3 separate regions of the Hordeum vulgare genome follow, and all the other regions are linked to region 3. Evidence: chromatin contacts called from public Hi-C data. All regions are on one chromosome and are shown on one strand. Each heading gives the region's core, a stretch centred on a gene start, on an enhancer-like site or on the middle of the called end of the contact. The rest is flanking DNA. Distances are from core to core; before and after follow the strand shown.

Region 1 (3,210 bases), core at 306-2,805, 840 kb before region 3:
GACAGCGGCGGGTGGCGAAGGATGGCGCAGAGGCCCTACAGGATCGAGCTGATGGAGCGCGAGGCTGAAGCTGAGGAGGAGGAGGAGCGACGTGCTACCCAGCTAGCGCCGATGCAATCACATGCGAACGATGTCGCCGCCGCCTGGGAGACGACCTTTCTGTGGGCTGGCCCGACACCGACGCTCGTCGACCTCACCGGCCTCGACGACAACGGCGAGGAGGACGCCTAGGGCAGCGCGCCTCCTTGTTTTTTGTTTATTAAATTTTCTGTTTAACGTAATGTGGACTCATGGGACTATCATTGACCTTCAAGGCCCACATTAATATTTAATTCATGATTTCTACATTTTCAAAAAAATTATTATGTTTTTCTTGGGTCGCCCAAAAATGGTTCATGGCCGATTTGGCCGCAAGCGTCGACACAATTACAAACGAATGGTTGCCAGACCGATCTAAACGAATAAATACGGATAAAGCACATGTTCATTTTGATCGCTGTTTTGTGGAATTGCTCTTAATGAATATCGATTGGTTTGCATGCATTTCATCTTGCTTGTTTAATGGCAGCCTTAAGTATCCGTATTCTTCGAGTGATCCTTTGGAGTTTGGAGTTTCGTTTTCATGAATGTTTTCGGGTCTTTTGGAGTTTGGCATTGCTAGACCTACAACCAGTTGCAAACCAATCTTTGGTTGAATGGTTAAAGGGACCGTGATATTCCTAATTCATCACGGTTAAAGTTCTGGTGCTTGCATTATTCCTGTATCAATTTCAGGATTTTCGACGATACGTTTTCATTGGAAGGAAACGTTACCGTGGACGACGACGCGTCTACGGTGACTTCGTAAATCTCAAGATGACATGTCAGCTCAGACTTCTGAGGTGTTCATAAAGATATGATGTACGTGTATATATTTATAAAAATGAATATATGTGTATGTATATAAACGCTTGCATCTGTATTGTGTTAAAAAAGACGTGCAACCAGTTGTGTAGTCTTGTGAATCTCATATGCACTAAAATCTGCACACGAGAGAAAAAGAAAAAAAAGAAAAGGAACACAACTTTACACTAGTACGCGGCGAAAACTGAAAAAGGTAAACATTGATGGGAGGCCGACGCGGATGGATGAGGCCAGGCACACTACCCGAGAGGCTGGGCCGGGAACAGCGGGACAGCGTGCGTTACCGGAGGCAGCAATGACGGACCCGGGTCCACTCCATACCAACCGGCTCACGCCACGTGTCCCACCAGCCCGCGAAGCCGTGAACCGTCGCCGTTTACTCGCAGACGAAGAGCGCGGGCCTCCCAGCGAAATGACCAGAACAGCCGCACCACCTTCCTCCTTTCGCCGCAAAGCAGGGGCATAATCGTAACTGCACGGCCGATTCCCTCCTACCCCCCACTTGGCCATGGCTGCTCGCGTGCCTATCACGCGCGTCCAAATGGACCGCCATTCGCACCGCCCGATCGCCCCAGATCAACGGCCGAGAGCCGCCCTCCCAGAACCTTCCCTTCCCTTGTCCCCTGCACCGGCGATATAAACCCCCGGGGGAGCGTGGCTTCCATTCGCCCCATACGCCTCGCTGTCTTCTTCCGCCAGTTCTCCTTCTGCCTAGCCATCCCCTCCCCTCCCCGCCTGATCGGACTCTCAGCCGCGGCAGCCATGGTGAAGAGCTACCCCGTCGTCAGCGCCGAGTACCTGGAGGCCGTCGAGAAGGCCAGGCAAAAGCTCCGCGCCCTCATCGCCGAGAAGAACTGCTCCCCGCTCATGCTCCGCCTCGCGTAAGCGCCCCGGCCGGCCTCCCCTCACCTCCCCTCGCGCGTGCGGGGTGTTTTTCTCTTCATGGCCTGATCTGTCGCGTTATGCGGTCTTCCTCGCGCAGGTGGCACTCGGCTGGGACCTTCGACGTGTCGTCCAAGACAGGCGGCCCGTTCGGGACGATGAAGAAGCCGGCGGAGCAGGCGCACGCGGCCAACGCGGGCCTGGACATCGCCGTGCGGATGCTCGAGCCCATCAAGGAGGAGATCCCCACCATCTCCTACGCCGATCTCTACCAGGTTCGGCGCGCGCTCGGTTAGATCTGGTTGACGGTCCCGATTCGGTCGACTGGATGTGGTTTCTGATGTTTCATTTCCCCTCCGTGTAGATTGCGGGAGTTGTCGCCGTGGAGGTGTCCGGTGGACCCGTGATCCCCTTCCACCCAGGGAGGGAGGTGAGATTTCTTCAACCTTTACCAATACAAAATTTCTTTGCAGTTGTGTCAGGGTTTTAGGCAGGAACGGTGTGGATAGGTTGCTGAAGCCGAGTTTAAAGGCTTTTCACTAGCAAGCAGTATTGTTGTCATCATGTGATTTCGTGTTTGGGTTGGTGGCTCTTGGTACCACATTAGTCTATATCCGCCGGCTAATTTGTTTGGCACAACATATATTTTTTATTATTTCGTGGAACACCACGGAGTTGTCTGATACCACCAGCGTATGTGTTGATCCTGACGCGCGGCCTAATCAAGTGGTTTTGGTGGGCGGCAACGTTTGTGCTATCTTGACTTATATGCTTGCTATCTCAAATTTAGAGCTATATAATATCCTCAAATGTACGACAATTAATTAGTGACCGTAATACAGTTCAAATTCTGTGATATGTAATGTTTCTTGTCTAGGTATTAGTTCTTGTTGGCTCACATTCTTGTGTGAGTTGTGCAACAAGCATTTACCAAAATTGTAGTAGAATTATGCTGTTAGAGCTTCCTGCCACGAATAACTCTGGATGGGTGAGGTTCCTATGTTCCTGATGGTAATGTCATTGCAGGCTTCAATGAAATAGAAATGACCAAGAAAACAAAATTAATCTTATTTTTATTATAGTTAAAACTTTTTTGCGTGCAGTCAGGAAGACCGTACAGTAAAGTTAAGTTTTGAGCCTAGCAGTTTTGACACTTCCGCTATGATATAGGAGTATGATAATCGATGTGCACATGTACTTAGTACTCTTGGTTATAGTCTTTTATTTTTTGTAATTGCTTAGCTGAGCACATTTTAACTTAACCTGTGCCTTTTACAGGACAAGCCTCAGCCCCCACCAGAGGGTCGCCTCCCTGATGCTACCAAGGGTACCATTCCAACCTTACATTTTTTTTTTCTTCCAATAGAAAAGAAGTAATCACTATGAAACAAATATTAAGAATTAATACTGTTGTCTTCTCAAAAA
Region 2 (3,352 bases), core at 420-2,919, 780 kb before region 3:
CCGCTCTATGAGGTCGAGCGCGGCTGGCTGCACCTTGGGGAACTGGCCCGGGAACGGCCGGCGAGGGAACTGCGGCAGGTGCCTCATGTATCTCCTGGCGTCCTCGTTCCGGATGAAGCCCAGGTCGTCGTCGGTGGGGGTGCCGATCACCTCCGTGATGAGCCGCATCTGGTGCATGTGGTCCCTCCCCGGGAAGAGCGGTGCGCGGTTGATGAGCTCCATGAAGATGCAGCCGACCGACCAGACGTCGATGGCGGCGGAGTAGTCGGTGGAGTTGAGCAGCAGCTCCGGGGCCCGGTACCACCGCGTGACCACGTACTCCGTCATCATGTCGCTCTCCGACGACGGCCGCGCCAGGCCGAAGTCGCAGATCTTGAGGTCGCAGTTGGCGTTCAGCAGCAGGTTGCTCGGCTTCAGGTCGCGATGGATCACGTTCGCCGAGTGGATGTACTTGAGACCGCGCAGCAGCTGGTACAGGAAGTACTGGAAGCCACCCAAGAACACCACGGCGCATGAATATACGGATCAAATCGTCACGAAATATGAAAAAAATCGCTCTTCATTCAGAGTATGGAGTAGTACCTGGCAGTGTTCTTCTGAGAGTTCTTGGTTGGAACGGATGATGTGGTGAAGGTCCGTGTCCATGAGCTCAGTGGCGATGTAGACGTCGTTGAAGGACTGCGGGATCGCCGGCGGGATCACGTCTCGGAGGCCTACTATCTGCGTGTGGTGTCCATCAATACAGCGTAACAGGTTAGCCCTGAATTGTCGAATTCAGTGAGATGCATACGCACATCTGAAGCGGAAGAGGTAGATGTTGCTTACGTTCTCGTGGTCGAGGTGCTTGAGGAGTTTGATTTCCCGGAGCGTGCGCTTGGCGTCCATGTTGTTGTCGAAGGCGTTTGCGATCTTCTTGATTGCCACCATCTCCCTCGTCTCGAAGTTCATCACCGAGCTGTGCCCACGCAACCACAAGTGCAATTTCAGGACCAGATTGGTTAAACAACCACCAACCACAGAGCACCGACAGATCAACACATACAGTATTAAACTAGTGTTGTTGTTTACAGAAAGGAGTGAATTGGCCTAATCCTATCTTTCCCCATGGCCCGAACTAATCCCCCTCTGTTTTCCGATCAGGGCAGCAACGGCTTGAAGAACAAACCTGGCAAGAAACCGGTGGTGATTGAGGAGGAAAAGATGGGGCGAACGTACCAGACGATCCCGTAGGCGCCGCGGCCGATGGGCATGATCGGCGGCTGGTACTTGGCCGTGATCTCGAACTGGTTGCCGAATATGTTGTAGAGGAGGAACCGGCCGCCGTGCGTCATCGTCGGCCGGAACTCGGCCACCGGAGCGCCGTCCATTCTCAAACAGCCAAGAACCAAACCGAGATCAGCCAAGAATCCCCTCCCCTCCCCTCCTCTCCTCTCCTCTCCTCTCCTCCCAAAACCCAATCACAGGCCAAGCGCAACGGGGATGAGGCCGAGCTGATGATTGACTTTGTCCTGGCTCTGGATTCTTGTAGGGGTGGAAGAGGGGAGAATTATAAATAGAGAAGGGCGGCTCCGCTAATGCTCTCGGCCCAGCCGAGGAAGGAAGGTAGCGAGAAAGCGAGCGAGAGCGGGCGCGCGCGCACGCACGCCGCTGCTGTGCTGTGCTGGTGCGCGCAGTCTCTCTGGCTCTTTTCTGCGCGTATCGCCCGGGAATTGAGGGGATGGTGCCGGGACGGACGGAGGGTCCGATGGAGTCCGTCTCGTGGCAGCGCGCTCATCGGACGGCTGGGGAAGGGTCAACGGTCAACCGGTATCTGCTGCTGCTTCTCTTGTATGGACGCGCGCTGCACGCACCAACCGGATCGGGCTGGGCTGGGAGCGGCGTGGCTGACGGGTGGGGCAGCGGCTGTCAGTTTGTGTGGATTGCGCGTGTCGCAGGGGCGTGGAAATCCAGGGGCCGATGGGGACGGAGCGGATGGATGGTAGTAGCCGACGCGCTATTATTTGCTTGGCGAGTCATGCTCCGGTGTGGTGTGGTGTGGTGTGGTGCCATTTGACCCACCGGTTTTTTTTTCTCTCTGGCTTTTCTTCGGCACCGTGGAAACGCTCCGGTTGGGAAGTCTAGGCTCGAAATCCGGAGACGGAAGTCCTGCGTCCCGTTCAAGGAGGGGACGCGCGCCGTGAGTGATTCGTTACTCTCTCTCTCTCTCTCTTGCCCATGCAGGCCACAAGGTTTACTGTGGTAAGCAATTTTTGTTGGGGTGGAATTGCTCACCTCAAGCAACTCCTCGGTGTACCTTTTGCTGTGTAAATCATAACTACGGTCTCCTATAAGCTGTCTGGGCCACAAGGAGTGACTTTATTTTTGAAAGTGTATCGTCTAGCCTTTATGCTACACTTCCAGAAGGAAATTCAAGGAGAAGCTAAAATGGATCATTTACATGACTCACAGGAAGGACTATGATCTTTTGAAGATTGGGTTCAAGCTTTCCGTTGATGCGTGATGCTCTATTTATTGTATACTCTCGAAGGGCCGCAGCTGTATTTTATTAGAAGGAACATAATTAGTACAAGGTTTTATAGTCTATGCGATCTAGACTGAGCACTACAGAAGCAAAACCTCATAAATATAACAACCAACGGCTAAGCAAGATCGATTATCAAACCGGCCGATTTTCAGGAGAGAATATCCTCATGGATAGACTGGAAGACCTGGAAAGCCGAGGAAATTTTGTTGTCAAAAATTCGGGCGCTGCGCTCCTTCCAAAGCTTTCAGTGCACCAGAATAACCACCGTCTCGAAGTTCCTCTTAGCATTCTTGTGCACCTTCTCCCTGGCCCGCAACCACCACTCCTCGGTAGAGCCGAAGGCCAAGACTAGGATAGGGAAGTCCACACCTGATCACGCTCTGAGCCTACCCCAGACCTCACTTGTATACTACTCTCTAACTCTAGCTTAGTTTAGATCTTGTGTATAGCTTTCTTTCTTTCTGCCTATCTAACTTTTTTGCTGTTTGCTGGTTTGTTTGTATAGTTTTAATTTCCTTCCAAACTCCCTTTTTTTCTTCATAAAATTAGTAAAAATACACTGCAGAGTCATGTCGTTTCCCTAAAAAGAACTTGGTTGGGGGAAATTATCCAAGCATCAAGACATAATGTAGGGCTAAAACACATGAAATAATGTGGAGCAAACCACCCAAAAACACGCATACGTTGAGACTTGATGCTGCTTTGATGGAGGATGGTTCATGAGGTGTGGGAGCGGTAGTACATAACGATAAGGGAGAAGCCCTAAGTGTGACATGTTGGCCCCTCGAACACCTACTTGATGCGGCAACATCGGAAACAACAACATTG
Region 3 (3,474 bases), core at 133-2,632:
TGTAAAAAAAAAATTGAGATGCAGTCAGTTTAATATTGATGCTGTAAAAACAGGACAGAGAAAGGCAGATCGGGTAAATTAATTTTCTTTTCTTTTATGTGAACCTTTTTCCCTGCTGCCGTGCAGGCCGGCACGTGGGCACGTGAGAGCACGACGAGGCAGCTGGTCCGGTCCAGGTCCAGCCTGTGCCCGTGCTTCCCTTGTCGCGTCGCGTGCTGCGAGCCACTGCCGCGCATGTGCCCACGCAACCAGCCGTCCAGCCCCCACCCCCGCTGACGGCCGGGGACCACGCCGCCTCGCCGGCCGCCTAAACGCAGCGCGACACGCGCCGGTCACGCTCAGCCGCCGCCGCCGCCGGACACGAATCCTCGTACTACGTAACAGAGAACTCACGCGAGGCGCCGGCAGTCTGAAAGCACTGCCGTCGCGGAGCTGTTGCTCACTTGGCGAGGAGGAAGAAGATACGTGAGGCAGGAGGTGCGGCTAGGATGCGACGTGCGTACGTACCCGTAGTTGGCGGCGGCGGGGTAGAACGGGAGGACGCCGTGGTACTGCTGGTGGGCGCCGTGGCCGTAGTGCGCGGCCTGCGGCGGCGGCGGCGGCGTCGTGGAAGGGTGGTAGTACCACGGCACCGGCGACACGCCCCTGGACCCCACCGCGATGGCTGCTAGTTAATTGGGGGAAGCCATGTGATCACCCGTCAGTACGCGCGTTGGCAGCAGTAAGTAACAACTGGCTGCGCGTGTGTACGTACCTGGCGCGGGCTGGTGGTGCGGGGACGGAAGAGCGGGCATGTGGTGCGGCGCCGGTGTGGTCGGCGGCGAGGGGCGGAGGAGGTGCGGCGGCTGGGGCCGCGGCTTGGCGCCGAGGGACGCGAGGTTGCAGTTGGCGCGGCGGCCGTTGATGACCGGCGTGCCGTCCTCGCACGCCTTCTTGGCCGCATCCGCCTCCTTGAACGTCACCTGTTATGTTACATGCAAACGCGTTAGAAGCCAGCATACCACAGCCATGCATGACAATGTTGGAGGGAAGGGACTGACAAAGCCGTAGCCCTTGGAGCGGCCGGTGAGCTTGTCGGAGATGATGACGGCCTCGAGGATGTCGCCGAAGCGCTCGAAGTGCTCGCGGAGGGTGTCCTTGTGCGTCTCCCACGCCAGCCCGCCCACGAACACCTTGGTCAGCGTGGTGTCCCCGAAGGCCGCCGCCGGCTGCACCTGCTGAGGCTGCCCCAGCATCGTCATGTCCGGCCTCTTCTTCCGGCTAGCCTACGTGCCGACCTCGACGACGCAACAAGAGGATGGAGCTGAATGGCGATGCACGACGGGGTGGCGACTGGTGAGGAGGCTAGCCGGGGTTTTTATATAGACCGGAGTTTACAAATTACAACTCCGAGGGTGGAGGGGTGGGGGGGGGGGGGGGGGTGGTTGGTTGGCGGATAACGGAAACAGGAGCGCTACTACTCGTCTGTCGGACTGGTCCACTGCTCCTCTAGCCTGGCACCTCTGCGCTGCGCCATGGAGAGAGAGAGAAAGAGAGAGAGAGAGAGATGCTACTCACGTCACCTCTTCTGCCGGTGTCCTGTCCAGTGTAACGAACAAAAATGGCCTGGCTGTGTAGATCCGGTTGAGGGTGATAAAAGGTTTTCCATTATGTAGGAATGAACCATTAAAAATGGAAAAGAACCGATCTAGTTTAGGTGAAAAATACCCATTCTCGTTTTTGGTATTCTCCGACGATCCATTGACAGCAGAGATCCGTACTGTATGTACACTAGCAGTGCTGGGAGAGAGAGAGAGAGCTGTAAGACAAGGTGGAGACAGCTGGCTTCGCAGTTTGCCTTTTCCACACAACGTGCTCGCGCCTTTTCTCTTGCATTATCTTGCTGTAATCTTGTGCCGTGGGGAGGTTAATTAAGAGGATCAGTCGGAGCAATTTTACTGGCGGTTCACAAAAGTGGCCTTTTATGTAACTTTCTTGGTATTTTACTAGTTGTACTCCCTCCGTACCTAAATATAAGTCTTTTAAGATATTTCATTAGGTGTCTACATACGAAGCAAAACGAATGAATCTATGTTCTAAAGTATGTCTATATACATCCATATGTAGTCCATTAGTTGAAACTCTAGAAAAACTTATATTTAGGAACGGAGGGAGTATGTACTATATATATTTGAACAAAGCGCCAGCCGCCAGGGATCGAATACAGTTTCATGCAAGTATACAATTCACCAGAAAGCGATGCACATACACCTGAAAGACATTCTGTAGCACGTGATTCAACGTGTTAGCGTATATATTAGCTGACATGATAACATGAGACTGTCATCATACACCAGGCGTATATATATACCGGACAAAGTAGCAGTGCGATAGTGAGTTTGCTGGATATTTTTTTTTAGCCTAGAGCATAGAACAATTATTCTACGTTAATTTCATTAATTAGCAGTATTTACAAGCATAAAAAATAAAACAAAACAAAATCATCCAACTCATGTTCTAGTAACACATGGAAATAATTAAGTTGTACTCCCTCTGTTCTAAAATAAGTGACTAAACTTTATACTAACTTTAGTATAAAGTTGAGTCACTTATTTTTGGGACGGAGGGAATATATGTTTTGTTTTCTGCCTTGATTTGTTTAGCCTTAAGTTGTGCTGCCCAAATACCTCTTTCAAATAGTATTTTCAGGTATTTAGATGTGGTGATGCTGCTCTGAAATTTTTGTCATTTCTTACTAACTATAAGATCCAACATCACATGATAACAATGTTCAAGGCATTATGAGGAAGGTGCACTAATGAAAGGAGGATCTCTTTTCTAAAAAGGAGGAAGACCCTGGTCTCTGCATTTGAACGATGCATGCAACCACTTCATTAATTAGTCACAAAGACCTTACAAAGTAATACATTACTAAATCTGAAGCCACCATCTTGACAACATGTGTCGTTACTCCTATCCACTTGATGAAGGGGTGCCGATAGTCCGAGTCGAATACGAAACATACCTCGCACCATAGCCTAACATCTAAAACCGGAGGCCCTAACCAAGCCGCATTGCCGAGTCTAGGGCACACACCGATCCGGCGCACTCTCATAGGCCGCCGCTGTCGTCTTCCACCGATCCATCTTCAGAGTTATACGAACGCACCGACCATGCCAGGCCTAGCTACCGCCGACGTCACCGTGAGGCCAGACAAGGCCACCATCCTACGCTCGTCCATCATCGCGCGCCCACCGTCGAGACCCCGCTGCTCCTTGTCGCCGAGACCTGTTGTTGTCGATGTGCTAGATGCCACGCCGCTCCTCCTTCGTGAACACCACCCGTTGCCACCGGTCTCATCCCCTTCGCCTGCAGTTCCTCTAACCGAGCACCCGAACGCCCCAGGCAATGCCTCCAAGAAGAGCATGACACACGCAGTGCCGCGGCCGCCCAATCTGAGGAGATTTTGGGTCTTCAACTAGGCATGGGGTTGGG

What was found. A called contact is a pair of places that touch in the nucleus more often than the background predicts.
Region 1: a Hi-C map of leaf shows a contact between it and region 3, with 2.8 times the contacts expected there. The contact joins the promoter of LOC123448947 here to the promoter of LOC123448943 in region 3. A contact is called at or near these places in 1 of 6 Hi-C or Micro-C datasets (leaf) and 1 of 1 datasets of contacts at active chromatin or transcription factors (embryo).
Region 2: a contact with region 3 is called in a Hi-C map of leaf, with 2.3 times the contacts expected there. The contact joins the promoter of LOC123448946 here to the promoter of LOC123448943 in region 3. A contact is called at or near these places in 2 of 6 Hi-C or Micro-C datasets (leaf and seedling) and 1 of 1 datasets of contacts at active chromatin or transcription factors (embryo).

Annotation. Positions count from the first base shown.
Region 1 is chr4H:458,347,520-458,350,729 of MorexV3_pseudomolecules_assembly, reverse strand. LOC123448947 (L-ascorbate peroxidase 1, cytosolic) reads left to right here and starts at 1,555. Exons shown (of 9, transcript XM_045125999.1): 1 at 1,555-1,784; 2 at 1,886-2,060; 3 at 2,150-2,215; 4 at 3,064-3,112. The coding sequence starts at 1,666.
Region 2 is chr4H:458,283,887-458,287,238 of MorexV3_pseudomolecules_assembly, reverse strand. LOC123448946 (mitogen-activated protein kinase 5) reads right to left here and starts at 1,669. Exons shown (of 5, transcript XM_045125998.1): 1 at 1,216-1,669; 2 at 826-955; 3 at 583-720; 4 at 1-483. The coding sequence starts at 1,367.
Region 3 is chr4H:457,507,054-457,510,527 of MorexV3_pseudomolecules_assembly, reverse strand. LOC123448943 (probable RNA-binding protein ARP1) reads right to left here and starts at 1,382. Exons shown (of 6, transcript XM_045125996.1): 1 at 1,041-1,382; 2 at 755-962; 3 at 508-664. The coding sequence starts at 1,241.